2 separate regions of the Mus musculus genome follow, and region 1 is linked to region 2. Evidence: chromatin contacts called from public promoter capture Hi-C data. All regions are on one chromosome and are shown on one strand. The core of a region is the stretch at or near the end of the contact, and the rest is flanking DNA. Distances in the headings are between cores, read along the strand shown. Region 1 overlaps Stxbp1 (syntaxin binding protein 1). Region 2 overlaps Ak1 (adenylate kinase 1).

Region 1 (6,264 bases), core at 1,321-3,820, 180 kb before region 2:
ATTATGTGGGCTAGCCTTGTGTGGCAGCTCACATTTATAATCCCAGCACTCCAGAGGCAGAGGCAGGAAGAGCTCTGAATTCAAGGCCACTCTGGTCTATATTACCTGGTCTGTGTCTGTAAAGAAAATTTGTAAACCAAAGCCCCCGGCCTTGCTTCATCCTGGAGCTGTTAGAAGAAGTGCAGTTATATGAACGATGTGTTTGCAATGCCTATTAGGGGTGCATCCCTCCGTGGCCTGTGGCTCAGTGTACAGAGCTGCCAGTTGAACCTTGAACCATGTGTACCTGGCAAGTGCTCTACACCATGAGCTGTGTCCCCAGCTCAAGAGAGTTGGTGACAGATGAAGCCGTCATGGAATTTGAAAGGAATTCTAGGGGATCGTTTAGATGAGAAGAAACTGAAGGGGCAAAGGGTCTGTCCTGACAGAGTGCAGCCTCTCTCTGAGAACAGCTCAAAAGCTCTTAGTGTAGTTGGGAGGGCCTACTATTGTAGGTTCCACAGTTTCTAATACTGTGGTGAAGTGAAGCAATGGGCTTTATTTCCAGGGAACATGGTGCTTAAAGAAGGGGAAGGGCTCTCTGTAGGTTGTGTGTGCTAGCCTGAGGGCCTGGCCAGATAGCTTCTAGTTCTCTTAATCACTGTGGGCTGTGTGTCTTTGTGTAGTTGTGGAGGATATCAACAAGCGCCGAGAGCCACTCCCCAGCCTGGAGGCCGTGTACCTCATCACCCCATCTGAGAAGGTAAATCCCTGAGTTCCCCGCTCAGGCTGAGACTCTGGGCTTAGGCTCTTTGGCACAGAGCGAGGGCCAGCCATTTCTAGGTTAAGCATGTTGTCAGAAGCAGGGAAAGTGGGGCTCTTATGCAGGGAGAAGTAAGGCATGCATTGAGCCTCAAGAGATGCAGTAGCGGGGCAGAGTGGACAGCCAGAGCTGGGACCCAGTGCCCCTCTCCACTGTCTAGTTCCCTCACGCTCTCCAGTAGATCCACCTCTAAGCTTTGGCGGTTTATGGCTTGTGGCTACTCAAGTTTTTCCACCTTGTTCAGATCAGATTCTTACAGGACCATTTTCCTCCTTTTTGCTGATAGTTTTTGCCAGATGTTTGGTTTTGCTGTTGTTTTTTATTTTTTTTAAAGATTTGTTTATTTATTATATGTAAGTACACTGTAGCTGTCTTCAGACACACCAGAAGAAGGAGTCAGATCTCATTACAGGTGGTTGTGAGCCACCATGTGGTTGCTGGGATTTGAACTCAGGACCTTTGGAAGAGCAGTCAGTGAGTGCTCTTACCCGCTGAGCCAACTCGCCAGCCCTGTTTTTATTTTTGTCAACTTGACACAAGTTAATCTGGGAAAAGGAACTTTGGTTTTGGAAATGCCAGATCATCCACCAGATGATCTGTAGGCAAGTCTGTAGGGCACTTCCTTGCTTGGTGACTGATGTGAGAGGCCCAGCCCAGTGTGGCCAGTGCCACTCCTAGGCCCAAGTGGTCCTGGGTAGTATGTGCTTTCAAAAATAAGCTGAGCGAGAGAGCAAGACAGTCAGCAGTGCTCCTCTGTAGCATCTGCCTAAGCTCCTGCCTCAGGTGTCTGCCCTGCCTTCCCTCAGCAATAGACAGTGATATAGGACTGTGAGCTGACGTAGGCCCTTCCCTTTCCAAGTTGCTTTTGGTCACAGTGTTTAGCTCAGCAATAGAAACCCCAAGGGCTTATTTATTTATTTATTTTTAAAATCCCCTGGTCTTCACATATTGCCTTCACTTTCAAAATCTGGTCTTCAGGTAAGTTTCTGCCAGAACATCCCTATGAATCTTCTCGAAGGTTCTGAACAGTTTTGTGAGTCCAGGTTCCAGTGGCACTGACACTGCCATTCTGGAGTGAACCACATTCTGGAGTAATCTTACCTTTAAGTGCTCAGAGCTGGTTGTGACTAAACACCAGAAGTACTAGAGACACACACTGGAAACCATTGTTGTAGTACAAGCAGCCCAAAACCAGTGGATTTAGTCAGATTTAGGTTGCACTGGCTTCTAAAATTGAATTTAATGTCCCCCTTCCCCCCTATTTACAGTCTGTCCACTCTCTGATCAGTGATTTTAAGGACCCGCCGACTGCTAAATATCGGGCTGCGCATGTGTTCTTCACAGACTGTAAGTACCCCATGGGCTGCTCCTGCTGGCCCAGGTTGGCATTTCTTCACAGTTCCATGGAGGCTGAGCTGGGGCAGGACAGCAGAAGAAATGAGCGGTACTACAGTTACTTAATCTTCTCTCTTCAGCAGATGAACACTGTAAGACACACACACACATGCACAAGTGTATACTCACACACATGCACAGGTATACAACATACATGTGAGTGTATACACACACATACGCACAAGCATATATTCACTCGTGCACAAGTGTACACACACACACATACACACACACGTTGAGTGTATACACACACATGCACAAATGTATAACACTATCAGAAAGAGAAGGAGAAGTAGTAGCAGTTGTTGTCTTTCTGATGAAAGCTAGCCCACCAGGCTCCTCTGGGAGCAGAGGGCTTCCTGCTGAGCACAGTTTCCGGGTGCTCCATTACAAGGCCATTCAGAATTCTCTGGAGCCCGTGGGCTGTTTCTGTGAGGTCTTTGGACCATAACTGTTCCAATGGGCTGGCCCAGAGTTGCCTTTTTGATTTTGTGCTGGGTTGTGTGTGGATAAGTTTTCCGAGTGGAGCAGCCACAGCGACAGAGTGGTAGCCTCGCCACTCTTCTCCCTCGGGGTAACACCCCAACCCCTGCTGAGACTGCAGAAAAGGAATGGAACCCCTCCTGGCACCTCAAGCTGTTTTTCCACCAGGAGCCTCCTGTGCTGGCTCTTGGTTCCATCATCAAATCTGTGTGCTTTCTTCCTCACCCTTTCTCAACGCCTGCTTGTGTGCTCTCCTTTGCCTGGAAGCAGCACCTAGTCTTTATTGGCTTGGGTAGCGCAGTCAGCTGCTGGCTGCTGTGTTGAGGGCCCTGCAGGTACTTTTCCATCTCTGGAACTCATGGACGGGATGCAGGTATTACTAGGTGCCTTTTTAGAATCTGAGTAAAAATAGGTGCAGTGACATCATGGCTGTTGACTGAGCTGGCAGATGAATGGACGGACAGACGGATGGACAGAAACCCCACTGTTTTTTCTCATTCTTGCAGCGTGTCCAGATGCCCTATTTAACGAGCTGGTAAAATCCCGAGCAGCCAAAGTCATCAAGACGCTGACGGAAATCAACATTGCGTTTCTCCCCTATGAGTCCCAGGTGCGGTCTGTTTCTGTGCGGATGTTTATTTAAGGGAAATGGGCTGCCATGGTGTCTGCCCGATGATGTCATCCCTTCACCCGCCCTTACTGACTGCAGTGGTCTCCGTGCTGCCCAAGCACCACCGAGCACTGCCCACTCCTCTTCACTGACTCCTTGAATAACCAAAGTAGCTTGTTCCTAAAAGGGGACGAGGAGGAAGGGCAGACTCTAGAGCACCCATCTGCTGCATAGGAGGCTGTTTTTATTGGCAGTTACCCCAGCTTGTCATGTGCTGAGAGCAGATGGTCACCTCCATCATAAGCTGTTAGCACTTCATCCACCCTTACCCGGAGGTTCCAACAGCAACTCCCCGTGGAAAAAAATATAAAGCTTTTATCTCCACAAAGGTAAAGCTGATTGAGAGAATATATGAAATTTATTTGAGTATGTTAGAGCTTATCCAAATGTTTTCTCTTGGCAGAAGGAACCAAAAACCATAGGATTTGTATGTGTTCTGTGGTATTGAAAGATATATATGGATCTTTATAGATGAGCTCCTAACACTGTGGGGTAGCCTATTGTTAGGCAGGGGCTGGATGGAGCTTGGGTGGTAGAGTGCTTCTCTAGAAGGCGCAAAGCCAGCTGCAGTTGGGCTTTATAAACTGAGTGTGGTGGCAAGCCTGTATTCCTAGCACTTGGAAGGTGCGTAGAGGCAGGAGGATCAGGAGTTCAAGGCTGTCCTCAGTTATAACAAGTTAGAGGTGAAGCTGGGCTATATGACACCCTGTCCAAAAAAAAAAAAAAAAAAAAAAAAAAAAAAAGAAAAGAAAAGAAAAGAAAGAAAAGAAAGAAAAGAAAAGGGAAATAGGGTGGGGAGGAGAGGAAAGAGAAAAAGAGAGGGGACAGGTACAATGTGAACATCAGAGCTGGCTCAGTGCCTTTTTGCTTGCCCTGAAACCTGTCTCCCCCTGGAGAGCCGAATATGCTTACCTGCTTCTCTATACCCCAGCATCGCCTAAGTAAACGCAGTCCAGGGTTAGCACATAAAAGCATTATTTTTCAGAAAGCATGAGAAAGTAGGAAGTTTAAAAATCAGTTTTTACCAGGCACACCTTTTGTCCCAGCACTTGGGAGACAGAGGCAGGCAGATCTCTGTGAGTTTGAGGCCAGCCTGGTCTACAGAGTGAGTTCTAGGCCAGCCAGGGATGTGTAGAGAAACCCTGTCTCAAAAATAAAACTAAATAAATAATACATACATACATACATACATACATACATACATACATACAAATCACGTTTTAAGTTGAACTTGTTCTCAACCCTGTAACCCAGCACTTAGGATTCTGAGGTCAGAGAAGTACCTCAAATCTAATACGAGCCTGGGCTAAGTTGTGAGTTTCAGGTCAGCCTGAAGGACAGAGTAAGGCCTTGTCTCCATCATCACCACCACCACTTTCACAGGGAGGTGCAGGTAGTTTAACAAGTGAGAACTTGAGAGAATCCTGAGAGTTGGTTGGCTTCATCTTAAAGAGAGAGTCGAACTTCCACAGCCCTTTACAGAAAGGGGTGGGAGGAGGAGGAGGAGGAGAGTACTTAGAGCAGTTTGCTGGAGACAGGATATCATTAAACCTATAAAAAGCTCCCTTATTTGCCCACAGTTGTGGCACAATCTCCAGATCATGCGTTGTTTATTGAAAGCAAACTCAGACTGGCCTATGAACACTTGCACTGCTCTCCAGCATCGCTCACAGGACACGCTAGGTGCACACACCACACCCTAAGTAAGATCTTGGGCTTCACCCTTCCCTTCTCGAGCCTTCTGCTGGCAGCAAACACCTCACCTCCTTGAGACCCTTCTCAGACCTCCCTCCCCTGTGAGTCCAGGCATACACATGCACATGCACGCACACCCACGTATGCACACCCATGTATGCATACACACGTGCACACGTGCGAACACACACAGAGCCATCTGGGGCATTCTTTGCCTGCTTTACTCTTTCCTCAGCTGTTTACAGTTTTCAACCCCATATAGTTTATTTCAGAGTGTTTAATGTCTGTCGTCCCCTGCTATGTGACAGACTCCTTGGGAGCAGAGATGTTTTGGTCACTAACAGTTGAAGTGCTTGGCACTGGAATAAACAAAAGCATGAGCAGGCCACCAGGGTGGCAGATGGACGGATGGATGGATAGACGGATAGCTGGATGGACAGACAGACGGACATTCCAGCTGCTCACTGATAGGACTTACACCCCTGCCTGCTCTGTCGCTCCAGGTGTATTCCCTGGACTCCGCTGACTCTTTCCAAAGCTTCTACAGCCCTCACAAGGCGCAGATGAAGAATCCGATACTGGAACGCCTGGCAGAGCAGATCGCAACCCTGTGTGCCACCCTGAAGGAGTATCCAGCTGTGCGGTATCGGGGGTAAGGCACCATGCTAGACTGGTCTGGGTGGCATCTTTTGTGTCCCACAGATACCTGAGGTCAATCCCTAGAACTCATGAAAAGATGGAAGGAGAGAATCAGTTCACAACTCATGTACACATGTGTGCCATGTTCATGCCCTAACACAGATCACAAAATAATAAATAAATAAATATATATATTATCACAATGATTTTATCTGTTAGCACATTCAGAAAAGAACATAATACATATTTGGTTGTTGAATAATTAAAATATAAACCTCCATGCCATTGCAACGCATATTTCCTCATTTTTAATCTCTTTAAAATGTTTTCAAACCAACCTCTCTTTGCAGAGGTTTTGAAAGTAAAGTACAAAGTCAGGCTTGGTGGGACGCATCTGCGGTTATAGCACTTGGGAAGCCGAGGCAGACAGATCAGGAGTTCCAGGTTGCCCTCAGCTAAAAGAGAGAGAATGGGGTGGGGGTGGCAGGTGAATAATTTTCTAAAGGGCAGTCTTTGGATTTTTTTCTGACAATTTATTTATTTTTATGTTTATTGGTGTTGTGCCTGCATCTGTTTGAGT
Region 2 (5,435 bases), core at 317-2,816:
ATGGTGTCCTTTCCCATCACAAACAGACACTTCCTTAGGTCAACGGCTATGTTTGTTTCTTTTCCTTTCCTTTCTTTCTTATCTCTTTTTCCTTTTTGGGGGGTGGTGGTTGTGGTGGAGCTGAGAGTGGGGGTGTTGAGACAGAGTTTCTCTGTGTAGCCCTGGCTGCCCCAGAACTCTGTTGACCAAGGTGGCTTTGAACTCATAGAGATCCACGTCTCTGCCTCCCAAGTGCTAGCATTAAAGGCATGTACCACCACACCCAGCTAAATTTGTATTATTTTTAAATTATGTGTAGGTGTGTGTGTGTGTGTGTGTGTGTGTGTGTGTGTGTGTGTGTGTCTGCATGTAATACCCCAGGAGGCCAGAAGCATTGGGTCTCCTGGAGCTGGAGTTATGAATGGTTGTGAACTGCCTGGTGTGGGTGGTGGGAATAGCAGCCATGTTAGACACACTAGAGGGACATGATGGGCCTTGTTACCTGCTTGCACAGTGCCATGTCTCTTAAGTGACAGTCTGAAGCCCCAGAATGTGGGTGCAGAGAGGCATGTGAGCCTAAGGACAGCCTCCCAGAGAGGGGACAATGTCCCCAAAATGCAGCTGGTGCCAGGGGTCAGGCACCCGTGCATTAGAAGAACAGATGCCTTCAAAGTGACCTTCTGTTTCCAATGGCAGGAGCCATGTTCCTGTGGCAACCTGTACCCCAAGATCCGATCACAGTGCGTCTGTAATCCCAGCACTCGGGAGAATTTTAAGTTCCAAGACAGCATGCAATACACAGGGAGAACCTGTCTCGGAACAAAATCAAGAGTGGGTTCTTGCTGGGCAGTGGTGGAAAAGCCCACTTGTGTAGCAGAGGCAAATGGATCTCTATAATTTCTTTTCTTTTTTTTTTTTTTTAAAGATTTATTTATTTATTATATGAAAGTCTGTCTTCAGACACTCCAGAAGAGGGCATCAGGTTTCATTATGGATGGTTGTGAGCCACCATGTGGTTGCTGGGATTTGAACTCGGGACCTTTGGAAGAGCAGTCGGCGCTCTTAACCACTGAGCCATCTCGCCAGTCCCGGATCTCTATAATTTCAAGGCCAATCTGGGCTACAGAACAAGTTCCAGGACAGCCAGAGCTACTGTACAGAGAAATCCCATCTTGGAAAAACAAACAAAAGAAAAAAGAAAGAAAGAAAGAAAGGAAGAAAGAAAGAAAGAAAGAAAAAGAAAGAAAGAAAGAAAGAAAGAAAGAAAGAAAGAGAGAGAGAGAAAGAGAGGAAAAAAAGAAGAAAGTAGATTCTTCCTTCTTAACTCTAAGCAGTTTGAATAAATATATATTTTTTCATATGTACATTAGAACCATCCAGGATTTTTGGGCTCCTGGCAGGTCTCCAGGGACTAAGAGAATCTAAGGCCTGAGAGATAGATGACTTTGACTTGGGGGTAGCGGGGAGGCAGATGAAAGTGTTACTGCTCTGCAATCTAGGTGAAGCTTTACAACCTCTCTGGGCCCACTTCCCCAGCAAGGAAGCCCTGTGTTCACAGTCTGCACATGTTCAGAAGGGCTCCTGGCCCCCAGCCCTCCAAACACCCCCACCGTGGAGCCGCCAGGCCTTCCTGTTTACTCGAGGCCCCTCTCGGGTCTGGGAGGCGACAGCCTTGGCCTCCTCTGCTCCCCACTTCCTTCCTCTCCCACTTCAGTGCCTCCGGCCCAGGCACTCAGGGGGCCCTGAGGCCAAGGCATGGGGGTGCAGTCCAGGGGAGGCATCTGAGGCCACCCCGCCCCCTGCAATGCCTGCCTGCAGCATGCTTTCTCTGACACTCTCTGGGCATAGCAGCATCAATCTTACAAGCTACAGAGAACATTCCCCCCACACTGCAACAAACAGCTGCCTGGAATGTCCCTAGAGACCAGAAGACAATGACAGCATCGGTGACCTTCTGATGCCCACCACACCCCAGTGACGCCAGAGAAGACCCTGCTCCGCACCAGCAGGCTACTGCCTTCCTCTGACCTCTGCTTCAGCCGCTGAAGAGCAGAGCTGGTTTTCCTGAGCTGACGGCAGTGTGACCTGGCGGCCAGCTGCCTGGAAGCCATCACTGCACCTGACCTGCTTTGTTTTTTAATTAGTTTTTTTTTTTTTTTTTTGAGACAAGCTCTCATGTAGCCCAGGCTACCCTCAAACTTCCTATAGGCTCCTAGGTCCTTATATTTCTCCTCCTCCTGCTTCTAAGCTCAAATGCTACAATGACTTGCATGTGCCACCATGTCGAGTTTACACAGCACTGGGGATCAAACCCAGAACTTTGTGTGCTACACAAACATTCAGTCCACTGAACTGTAGCCCCAGCCCTAGCCCTGATTTAAAAAAAAAAAAAAATACTATTTTTATATGTGTGTGTTCATGTACATGAATGTGGGTACTCTTGGAATCCAGAAGGGTTTGGGGTCCCCTGGAGCTGGAGTTAGAGGCAATTGTGAGCCCTCATCCCCTCCTTCCCACATGGGTCCCTGAAACAGAACTTTGGTCCTCTATAAAGGTTCTCTTAGCCATTGAGCCATCTCTCCAGGCACTAGGTCTGGTGTTCCTTCTTGTAGCCCTGGCTGATCTTGCATTCGTGATGTCTTCCTGTCTCAGCCTCCCAAGGGCTGGGTTTACAAGTGTGCAGCGCAATGCCTAGCCAACCGGCTTTCCCCAAGCTCCTTCAGGATTCCGGTATGCTGGAAAAACTGCAGGTCAGACCTTCTTGCCTGGCTGTAAACCCTCCCACGGGCCCTACCTACAAGAACTCCTTGTTCTTAAGGCTCAAACTTGAGCACTTACATCCTCCCTAGCTAGCTGTGGGTATGCAGGAACAGCAGTGCAGAAAGCAGCTTGGACTCCAGGAGAAGCCAGAGGATGACTTGGAAGGAGGAACTTCATCAGGATAGTTGTCCTATTATAGGACCAAGTAAGATGAGAGGCAGAGCAGTCCTCAATGCGGAGAGGTCTGGCCCCAGCCAGCCGGAACTCAGGGGCAGCGTGCCTGCAGAATGTGAGCGTGAGGTCCCGCAAGGTCAAATGCAGAGTGTGGTCCTGCATCACCCCTGGCTTCAGCGAACCTGCCTTGAGGAAATTTGGGAAGAAGAGGGAAACCACACAAGTACGGTGTACTGGTGGGGTAACAGTGAGGGATCCTGCTATGGTCACAATGGCTATGAGCATTCTGGAAAATGTCCTAATTCCTCCAAGTCACTTCAAGTCATCCTTTAGGATTGAAGTGTCTTTGGTGGCTCAAATCCTGTAGTTGTGTGTGTGTGTGTGTGTGTGTGTGTGTGTGTGTGTGTGTTGGCACCTGCCTGGAATTTCAGAGTTTGGGAGGAAAAGGGAGTTGGAGCTAGAAGCTCAAGACCAGCCTTGACAACACAGCAAGCCTCATCTCAAATGAGTGGCCTTTTGGCAGGGGGTGGTGGCACCGATCTTTAATCCCAGGATTCCAGAGGCAAACACGGGAGGATCTCTTGTGAGTTCGAGGCCATTCTGTTCTACATAGCAAGTTCCAGGCCGGCCAGGGCTACATAACACAAGACTTTGTCTCAAAACAAACAAAAAAAGGATTTCCCCCGCCCTGATATCTATATGGAGATGACGTTCTGCTCCTTACAGTATAATAGCACGTATACTATCTATACTGTCTTATGGATTACCTGTCATCGAGAGGCCATGCAGAACATACTGGAAGGTGTGTGCAGGTTCTAGCTTGGGTTTGTTGTTTTGTTTTGTTTGTTCTTGTTTCTGTCTTTTTTTTTTCTTTCTTTCTTTCTTTCTTTCTTTCTTTCTTTCTTTCTTTCTTTCTTTCTTTCTTTCTTATTTTAACAGGGAGTGGAGTTTGAGAGTGACTTTCACTCTGTTGTCTAGCTGCTTAGAGATCCAGGTTTACCTGGCTGGTTTGAATTTTCCATGATCCTTCCATTTCTGTATCCAAAATGCTGGGGTTACTTTGGCTGGCCTAGAACTGGACATATAAAAGGGAGGCCAGCTGGCCTTCCTTTTTTCTTTCCTTTTACATCAGTTCTTACATTATGACCCAGGCTGGCCCCCACCGACCTGTAAGATCCCCCTGCCTTTCCATAGAGGTATAAGCTACCAGGCCAGCAATTAATCTCTCTCTCTCTCTCATTGAGGGTAACTTTGAACTTCTGGTCCTCCTGTCTCTACATCCCTATCCCTATGCAGGCCCACAGGCGAGTGCCTGCGGTTTTCTCCTGCAGCATTCTATACGGGATTTAGGGTTACTGAGCTCTGGGTATGTTTGGGGGTCCCGGAATGAGGTCCCCTCAGATACTAATGGACTCTGTGATCTGATTCTGGAGAATTTTCTAGTTTAATCAGCCAGGTCTTCATAAACTGGGACCCACTTGAATTAATTGAGCTGTAATTAGCACATTAAGATAATGGGGATTTTTCAGGCCGTTTTCTCCAGCTTTCCCCTCTTCTGTGCATCCTCTGTCTGCTCCTAGGCCGGCCTTAAGAGATCCATGTTCAGCGGGGCTGCAGTGTGCGTGTGCATGTGTGCACATGCCTATGTGCGCTCATGCGTGTCTGTGTGTATATGCACATGCACACAGCATTGGAGCAGAGCTGTCACAGACTGGTGCGGGGCTCCAGAGCCTTTTGCTTTCCTGAAGTCACCCTGGGGGACAGAGGCAAACCTGATCAGGCAGAAGGCTGTGCCTGGTGATGCCTGCCCTCTTCCTCTGAACCTCCCTGTGTTTCAATACACTCACTTCTTATAACTGAAATACATTTATTTATTTTAAAGGACAGCTTAAATAGGCAATGCAGAAGGAAAGGTGGCCCCACTGGTAGTAAACAGAAAGGAGTGAGCACCGTCACCCCCAGGGGCAGGTGTCCCTGGGACAGCCATGGCTGCTGGCTTACAGGCTATCTGGGCTTACAGGGGAAGTCACTAGGGATGGAGACGGGGCCCCAGGACAAGTGAGTACCAACAGAGGCTTCCTGTGTAATGAGACCAAAGAATAAAGAGCAGAAGAGAGATGCCAGCTCTTCTTGGCATCCCTGGGTGTCCTCTCCGGGTCCCAGGCCTGGTCCTTGATCCCACATCCTTGTCTATGGCAGCTCACACTCCTTAATCTGCATGCTCTTGTCTTAACGCCGAGGATAAGGGTTGGGACATAGCGTGACAGGACAAGCTTTAAAACCAGCCAAAGGATGGCAAGGCCTGGCAGGTCTATACCAAGGGAGCCTTCTTCAGGAAGGCCACCCCTGACCCCAGCTTCCCACCTAGCTGTATGCCCATTGCACAGCTCCTTGGCACCCAGTGACCACGTGGCCCCAGCTGGTGAGCCCATGGCCCTTTGCCCTTTGCCCATGCCAGACCCCAGTCAGGCACAGAAAACCTGCCCAGCCCGGGATGCAGCTCACTCTGTAGCGTGCTGGCC

What was found. Capture Hi-C pulls out chosen DNA fragments and counts their contacts.
Region 1: a contact with region 2 is called in a promoter capture Hi-C map of liver. The contact joins two enhancer-like sites. A contact is called at or near these places in 4 of 39 promoter capture datasets (the C10 cell line, the HPC-7 cell line, HPC-7-derived erythroid cells and 2 more), 1 of 15 datasets of contacts at CTCF or cohesin (large pre-B cells), 1 of 484 Hi-C or Micro-C datasets (pancreatic cancer cells) and 4 of 9 other capture datasets (adipose tissue, embryonic trunk, liver and 1 more).

Annotation. Positions count from the first base shown.
Region 1 is chr2:32,814,312-32,820,575 of GRCm38.p6, reverse strand. Stxbp1 (syntaxin binding protein 1) reads left to right here. Exons shown (of 19, transcript NM_009295.2): 4 at 666-742; 5 at 2,071-2,149; 6 at 3,187-3,290; 7 at 5,549-5,697. Among named protein-coding and RNA genes, the nearest start is that of Gm24165, 15 kb to the left of the region's middle. Within about 2 kb of position 2,570, at least 54 of the 459 cell types and tissues checked have an H3K27ac peak or open chromatin away from gene starts, as enhancers often do.
Region 2 is chr2:32,634,387-32,639,821 of GRCm38.p6, reverse strand. It overlaps Ak1 (adenylate kinase 1), which reads right to left. Exons shown (of 7, transcript NM_001198791.1): 7 at 4,764-5,435. Among named protein-coding and RNA genes, the nearest start is that of Eng, 9.5 kb to the left of the region's middle. Within about 2 kb of position 1,566, at least 112 of the 459 cell types and tissues checked have an H3K27ac peak or open chromatin away from gene starts, as enhancers often do.